2 separate regions of the Rattus norvegicus genome follow, and region 2 is linked to region 1. A link is a contact called in public Hi-C data. All regions are on one chromosome and are shown on one strand. Each heading gives the region's core, a stretch centred on a gene start, on an enhancer-like site or on the middle of the called end of the contact. The rest is flanking DNA. Distances are from core to core; before and after follow the strand shown.

Region 1 (4,256 bases), core at 698-3,197:
AAGTGGTTTACAGGATTGTGGAGGCCTGCAAGTCCAAATCACACAGGCCAGGCTGGCAGGATGAATGCCCAGGCAGAGCAGACATTGTAGGGCAGGATGGAGGGCCCAGTGCTGGAGAATTCCCTCTATTCAACAATCTTTGCCCTCTTTAAGGTTTCAACTGCCTTGTGAAGTTTGCCAGCAAGAGGAGGGCCATCTCTTCTACTCGGAGTAAACCAATCCCAACGGAAGGGTCATCCCAAATGTTGCAGTCTTGTTTGACAAGGTAACTGAGTAGCAATGGCCTAGCAATCATGACATAACATTAGCCAGCACTGTTGGGTGCAAGATCCAGGATGTTATATATACTTGTCAGTGTTCAGAGAGTAGTCATACAGACATACACAGAGACACACATGCACATAGACAGAGGCACAAACAGGAAAACAGACACATTCACACAGACAGACAGACATTTACAGAAAGACAGACAGAAAACCAGATACACACACACACACACACACACACACACACACACACACACACACACACGGAATCCTTTCCATCGAAGGAAAGGAAATACAAGCTTTGGGTAAAGAAATTTTCTTTTTTCTTTCTGCCCTGAGAAATCAGCAGAGAAAGGGGAAAGGATGTGGCCCCTGGACTTCAGTGACTTCTTTGGAGAGACCCTAGGGCAAACCTTTTAAATGCTGATCTTAGGCAGCTGCTGACTTCCTGCTTTCCTGCATTTGGGTAGGGATGGGAAACGGTAACATGTCTAGATGAAGTCTACACGTGCACACTGGGGAAGCGGTGCGACAAGATGTCAGGGTGGAATTCTAGTTTGCTGTGTTCAGCTACTTTATCTGGAAAACAAGAAATAAACAAGGAGATCTCTACTTAATAAGCTGTAAGCATTAAATGTGTGGAATTTATAAGATGCTTCCAATATTGCCTGACAATGTAAAATATATAGTGATTGTTAACGTTGTCATCATTTCAGCTGTGCATTTGCACACATCATGCATCTCATTAATCTGCAAAAGGCAACCTGTACTTAGGGCAAACAAATTAAAAGCAGGAATCCGATATCAAAGCCTATAAAAATACCATGGACAGTCCATACCAGATACTGCTTTTAAGAACATTTATTTTCTATGGTATTTCATTAATGGAACATCACTGGCTAGAATCCAGGCCGTATCTGGTTTAAATTAAATTAAAGCATTTTAATGTGTTACAGAAGATGCTGGCCTGGCACTGCAGTCAGTGCAACATAATGGCTTTCTGAAGATCAGCTGCAGCAGGATACCTTCTGCTGGGCAGGGGGCAGAGCAGCATAGGAGGTCTCTACTCTCCAGTCTTCCACAGCCTTGCCTGCTGGCTACTTGAGGCTCAGGTGCACGGCGACCTGCTGGAATGAGAGCCAAGGCACAGTCATGAGAGCCGGTGGGCTCGCGCCTGATGGGCTGCCTCCTCTTGATAAATGCCTGCACAGATGCTACAGATTCATGCTCAATTAATCTCAGCTGAGCTGATCAACCGGTTATAAAGAAAGCCATTAGCAATAAAGCAAAACTTCCCCGAGAGCTTTCATGGAAGGAGGAAGGAAGGGGGTTGGCTTTTTTTTAAAGAAACTAAGATGATGAACTAACTGTCATTGAAAAGAACCAAGTGCTCGGCATCTGTCTGCTGGGCTGACTCAACGCTAAGAAGGAGCTATAGGAAAGCCACCCCCATGCCCCCCCCGTTTATCTCAGGGATCATTCTTATAAAGCTTAGCCTATTCTAGAGTTGGTGGTGAGAAACCTCATGCTTTTGTATCTATCTGACGGCACAGCAGGACGGTAAGATCAATTTTTTGTGATTCCAGCATTTATTCATTTGTTCTCATTGTCGTGTGAGAGTACAGGGCGCGTGTTTGGTCACACTTGCTATGACTCATCTGTGGAAGTCAGAGGACGACTTTGTGGAGTTGGTTGCTTTCCAACGTGACATGGGTTTGGGGATCCAACTCAGGCTATTAGTCAATGAGCCATTTCACTGGCCCACTGCTATTTTATGGGTAAAGAAATGGAAATGAAATTAAATAGCTGGGCCAGGATTTCTATGGCTGAGTAGAGAGAGCCCTAAGCTGTGCTCTTGGCCTTGGTCCTCTGCTTACGTCCTGGATCTCAGGCCTAGTCTTTCGCTCAGGATCAGGTGCTCTTTGCTTAATTTCCAAAATCCTACTTTATTTTGAAAACACGATGTTATAGTTACATTCTTTTAAAAGATAACTTTGGTAAAGCCCATTTTGTGATGGTTTGGATGTGCTTGGCCCAGGGAGTGGCACTATTAGAAGGTGTGGCCTTGTTGGAGGAAGTCTGTCACTGTGGGGTGGACTTGGAGACCCTCCTCCTAACTGCCTGGGGATGCTCAGTCTGTTCCTGGCTTCCTTCAGGAGAAGATGTAGAACTCAGCTCCTCCTGCACCATGCCTGCCTGGATGCTGCCATGTCCCCACCTTGATGATAATGAACTGAACCTCTCAACCTGTAAGCCAGCCCCAATTAAATGCTGTCCTTTATAAAACTTACATTGGTTATAGTGTCTGTTCACAGCAATAAGACCCTAACTAAGACACATTGATTCTAGAATGTAAAAAGCATTAGTAGGCAATACTGAGAAGCAAGAAATGATAATTATCTTTACTTCTTCACTGAGAGTAATGTTTTCTAACACTGTGCGTCCTTAGCTTTGTTCTCCCATGATTCCTTTCCTTTTGAGCAATAATAAACCCATATGAGACAGACCATTTTGTAATTTTTAACCCAACAGTGAAGTGTAAATGTCTTTCCATTTACATACATTTATTTCTGCCACATTACTTTTTAGTTCTGAGAAAGCATTCTTCCTCATCTGCATGCTACAGTTTGCTCAGCAAATCCTTTGTTGTGGACAATCGTTTCCAAATTTAAAAACAAGAATGAGGGCTACCATGCAAATAACTGATAAAAATGTGGAGTAATGTAAATCTTCCCAGTGTGTATTTGTTTTAAAACATGTTGTACATAAAAAGTGAATTTAATTTTTATTTGACAAAAATAAAAATGAAGAGAAATAGGGGTACTACAGTTACCCCTATAGTATAACTTATAGTCATACTAAAGAATTTTAATTAATTAAATTATTGTTAGAATTAGTTCTTACTAATTCCTGTTGAATCAAAGTATTTATTTAAAAAACATTGCCATTGGGCTGGAGAGATGGCTCAGCGGTTAAGAGCACCCAACTGCTCTTCCAGAGGTCATGAGTTCAATTCCCAGCAACCACATGGTGGCTCACAACCATCTGTAAAGAGATCGATGCCCTCCTCTGGTGTGTCTGAAGACAGCTACAGTGTACTTATTCTCTGAATCCAACATTGAAACTGTGATGAGTAACTTCCTAATTTTCTATCATTTTGTAATGATAATGTACAGATAAATATAAAGGAGATGCCAAGCTTCTATATATTCTCATCAGGCTTCTCTGTCACTTCTATTCAAGATGCCAGGGGTCAGTTCCTCCAGTCCGATGGGCATCTGTTTCTGTGTCCATGATCGTTCATGTTTAGGATGGCACTGCACTTCCAGACAAGTTTCCCTCCCCCTTGGGGCATAAGAGTTCACTGACCTTTTTATGCAGTCTTTCCTCAGTATCTTACATGGCTTTTCCCCCACCTAAAATTTCCCCTCTAAATCTGTTTGCACACGGTTTGAGATGTAGCTACCTGTGGGGGATTGCTCGGACACTTGACAACATTTGCGCTTAAGGATTAGCAGTAAGAAATTAAACCACAACCAAAGCCGACGGAGCTTCAAGTATTAACTTTCCCAGTCACCTTGTCTTCTTTTGTGGTGCAATATGGATCCTTGTCCCCAGGCTCAGTTGTCAGTGGATAGGAAAACCACCCATCAAGAACAAAAGGTGTTTCTGTCTGGTGCGAGTACCCTACGGGTGGCAGCTTCTCTTCTCTCTATGAGCATGCCTATAGTGTTGACACCCACTTGGGGGAGGCTGAGGCAGGAGAATGTCTGGCTTAAAGTGAGCTAGGACTACATAGTGAGTTTGAGGCTCTCCTGAATCACATGATGAGAACCTGTTTCACAAATAAAGATATAGGGGGTTAGTCTGGTGGTGCCATGCATTCAAGTGCTAACTACAGGTCCTCAAGATCTGGTTGCCCTCTACAAAGATATCCTCACGTACACCAAATGATGCTATGTAAACTTTGCCCCACAAGGTACCCCTGAT
Region 2 (4,256 bases), core at 573-3,072, 94 kb after region 1:
GTAATAAATAACCGTGAAAAGTCAACATTGCTTAGGAGGACCATAACGTCCTTTGTCCTCAGGCTACACCTCTGAGGGTCACCAGCAAGTGACCATGATCTAATGAAGTGGCGCTCCCTCTGATTAGGACAGAGTGGGCCTGGCATTTCCCGCAGCATAGCTGCCCTGTTTCTGAGCATGCCAGGCAAATGTGGAATGTTCTCCGAGCCTGAGGGAGCTGGCAGTGGCCAGTGAGGACATTCCACTGAAACAGGGCCATCAGGAGCTGAAGACAAAGGCAGCTGATTCAAGTGCACCAAATTGGAGTTTCTCTAATCAAATATATTAAATTCGCCATCATTCTTGATTGTTTTAATGGGAAGAAGGGGCAGCTGTGCCTTTCATTTTCTGAGCATTTTATTTTGTGCCATGGGGGAAGGAGGAAGGGGAGGGGAGGGAAAGTCAGCTGGAAAGGAAAGAGGGACAGAGATGGCAAAGAAAACTACAGGAAACTGATGTCCTTTGTCTTAAAAGTAAAGTGATTCTGCCTGCTGTTCAGCTCCACATGGAGTGTTCCCAGAGCTGCCAGTCACTGAGAATGGTCCCCAGGGACGCTGCTCTCGAAGCACTCTTATATAGGAGTAGAAAAGTAGCCAGCAAACAGACTCGAGGCCCAGAACACTCAGCAAAGAACCCTGGTGACAAGTGTTAAGCGGCTTTGCTTCACTGACCACGAGGAAGCCTGCTCCACAGAACATTTCCCCCTGATATCTGTGCTTTGTCCAAGAATTAAGTCACAAGGCACTCAGGGAGAACTCATATCCACTCTTTTTGTAACCTTCTGGGCTAAGTGCGGAATCCACAAAAGGCCCCCTTTCACCTTTTGAACGGTCGACTTCAAAATCCCACTGAAGAAACCTGGCCCATGCTATTTACTTTTTAAATAGCTTAACAGATGGTCTAAGAGAGAGGTTTCCTGCCCCGAGTGAGCCCTGCGTACGAGGTTTTGGTGTGCACCTTCAGCTTCGGAGCAGAGCTTTGGGCGTCTGATGTCATTTCCTCACGTCTGATGTGCTGATAACAGGATGAACTCAAGTGAGATAGGAACCAAACATTCTGCTGCGAAATCAATTATGTGGGCCCATGTTAGGCAGGCGACTTCAGAAGACATCATGTTAGTGCACGAAGCTCTTTCTACCCGAGTGTAAGTCTCAGTGAGAACAAAGGTCTATGGCCCCACAGTTCTAGGCACACAGACTCTCACAGGCTTACTTGAATCACCCAGGGAAAGGGCTTTGGAACCTCGTGCCTGTTACAGCCTGAAGCCAGCTTGTTTCTGAGCTGGAATGTGAAGGCAGCTGGCTGTGTCAAAGGGCCAGAGAATAAAGCCACAGTGTAAAATGAAGCCCCAATTCCACAGAGAGAAGATGCTATTAAGCCAGCCTCTGCTTCCCCGGCTGCTTCTTTGGAGGCCTCCTTGGAGACAAACGAATCTGCTCCTCCTCTGAGAAAGAAGGGTGGAGGCTCCTTTCAGAAAAATGTTATTGGGCTCTCTTTAAATGTCCTCATTTGAGGGGAATTAAAAGGAAATGTCATAAGACAGTGTCTATACACTCAGGGGCATTGTATCAAGTGACACAATGCAAGGGAAATGAAGCTCTCCTCCTTTGGGGGAATCTAATAACTCCATCAATCAGCTTGGGTCTCCTGTCATCCATGGTAGGCCTCCAGCCTCTTCAAGCAGGTCCTGTGATTTGCCGGGAGACAGCTGGATGAAGCAGGCAGAGGAGAGGAAGAAATATGCCGGTGTCTGTTGTCTTTTCTTCTCCCACCCCCTCCGTCCCTCCCTCCTCCTCTCAGGCACAATGTCCCTTTGTCCTCAGAGCCTGCTTCCCTCGGGGCATGGCCTGAACAGGCATGGTGGCAAGGGCCAAAGAACAGTTTAGTTCTCAGCCTGTTCCTCAGCGGCCCTGAGTCGGGTGAGCCTTGTCAGCAGCCTGGGAGTCACATCCAGAACTGGCAAGTGGCAAAGAGGTGTCTGTTGTTCTCCGCGAGGGTGTGGGCGGTACTCAGGTGGCTGTCTCCTCATCTGTGGCTGGCGGTTGGGTGCCAAGCTGGTTTGATCCAGAGGTGGAAGGTCGTAGGATCAGACCTGAGAGCTGAGAGCCGGGTGACCGACTCCATCACCAGGCACTCAGTAAACTCTTGGAGAGTCCCCTTGCCTTCCGGCGCCTCAGTCTTCCCTTCAGACTTTGAGGCTGCATGAAGATGGAGGACCTTTTAGGTCTGGCGATGTGAGCGTGCCATTGCCAGGGACAGTTGAGGAGGCTTCTAAGTCAGATAGCGTTCAACTGAACCCTAACCTCGCCACCATATGGTCTGGTTCACGTGATAAGGCTTCTGTTTTTCATTTGAGAAAGTATTAGGTTAAGTCCAATATACCACCACACGAACACACTGGGAGTTCAGTGAATGGACCCAGAAGAAGAATCTGGATTGATGCCAGCACACAATCCGTCTAGAACATCAGCTTTTCTTGTGAACCGTCAGTGTTGAGTTAATAAAAAGTTACATCATCCAAAGCCTCAAAATTTGAAAGAAATCATATTGCCTGTACATGTCATACGTTCTAAACACTAATTTCAGAGAGAATGTTGAAAAAAATCACTATTGGAAGATGGGATTATAGATTGACCGATCTTGCCAAGTAAGTTTATTAATATACAATGCTCACCTATCTCCTTATCTTTCAATTTAAAATATTGTGTGGGTGCGTGCTTGCGTGCATGTGTGTGTGTGTGTGTGTGTGTGTGTGTGTGTGTGTATGTGTATGTGTACATGTGTTTGACTGAAGGTACATGCATGCTATGGAACATATGTGGATGTAAAAGAACAACTTTTAGGAATTGCTTTTCTCCCTCTACCTTTTTACCTAAGGATTGAACCCAAGTTGTAAGGCTTATGTGACAATTGCTTTCACCCACTGGGACATCGTGCTGGCCCTATTGCTTGTTTTAAAAGGCTGAAGGTCTTAACGGTTAATCATTCTTTACTGAGGAAGGACCCTCAGAAAGCTGACATACATAAAGCACACTTAGTGGTTTTTTTTTTTTTAACATACAGGTTCCTTTTTAAAAGTTATTTATGTGTGTGTAACCTGTGGGTTTGAGGGTATGTATAAGCTGAGGTGCGCCTAGGGGGGTCTGAGGACAACTTTGCAGAGTTGATTCTCTCCTTCAGCCTTAATATGGCTTCCAAGGATCAAATTCAAGTTGCCACACTTAAGGACTTTGACCTCTAAACCATCTCATTATGCTAGCCCTAGGTTCTTTTAATATATTTAAAATGTATGTGGTTTTTTTTTTTTTTGGTTGTTTTTGTTTTGTTTTGTTTCCATTTTGAGCCTACTATGGGCCTGGGATGGGTTCCCTCCTCTGCCGTCTCTCCAAGGCTAGTCTTGGAGCATTTTCTGAGGAGTGGTTACCGAGTTACCCTGTCTCTAGGTGGCTGTGATATTTTATTTTTTGTTTGTTTGTTTCTTCTCTTTAACACAGCACCTACATATATGACATCTTTGTGGCATGGACTGACTCTGTGTACACAGAACTTCCCAGAAGGGAGCAGAGGGCTTTGCAGGATCTGAACCATGCTCTTCTGCACTCTGCCTGCCTCCACACTTGGGTCCATGAGGAAGAGTTCTCCTTACCCCCATGAAGATCAAGTTGAGGTCATCATTAAATGTTTGACCTGTCCTTTCATTGGCATCAATAGCATTTCTGGGTACCCGGGTCTCCTCCTGGAACCACCCACACAGAGGCCACAGAGAACTCCTGGAAACTCACAGGGTGTGGGCATCTTTAAGGCTCTCTGGTCCTTCAGCCACACTTCTATCTTGGCCCAACCCTGGGACAGAAGGCCATGTGAGTTCACCTGTCCCTTTGCTCCTGTCTTTCCTTGGCAGGATTAGCATGAGTCCCCAGCATGAAGAGGACTGTTTCTTTTGAGCAGGCGCCTGGGCTGCTCTCATCAGCTGGGAATCCGGCCATTTCCCGCCTCCACCCCTGCCCTGTGGAGTTGAGAGCTAATTGAGCAGGCTAGATATGAGAAGCTGGATGACTCCCCACCTCCTACTGATTCGGGTTCTTACACAGAGGCCTCATGTGTTGTGAATTATAGAAATGCCAGCCACACCCACCATGAAATACAAGCACCAAAAAGTTTTTGAGAGCCAAGTGTAAGTGACTGAATTGCTGTCTCTCCTTGTGCTAGCTATGAGG

The links. Hi-C and Micro-C count contacts between places; a contact is called where the count stands out from the background.
Region 2: a contact with region 1 is called in a Hi-C map of Schwann cells, with 2.8 times the contacts expected there. The contact joins two enhancer-like sites. A contact is called at or near these places in 2 of 12 Hi-C or Micro-C datasets (Schwann cells and liver).

The regions. Positions count from the first base shown.
Region 1 is chr2:138,753,519-138,757,774 of GRCr8, forward strand. No RefSeq gene overlaps it. Among named protein-coding and RNA genes, the nearest start is that of Trnak-cuu5, 150 kb to the right of the region's middle. Within about 2 kb of position 1,948, at least 2 of the 93 cell types and tissues checked have an H3K27ac peak or open chromatin away from gene starts, as enhancers often do. A contact at or near this core is called in Schwann cells, where this site is marked.
Region 2 is chr2:138,847,314-138,851,569 of GRCr8, forward strand. No RefSeq gene overlaps it. Among named protein-coding and RNA genes, the nearest start is that of Trnak-cuu5, 54 kb to the right of the region's middle. Within about 2 kb of position 1,823, at least 20 of the 93 cell types and tissues checked have an H3K27ac peak or open chromatin away from gene starts, as enhancers often do. A contact at or near this core is called in Schwann cells, where this site is marked.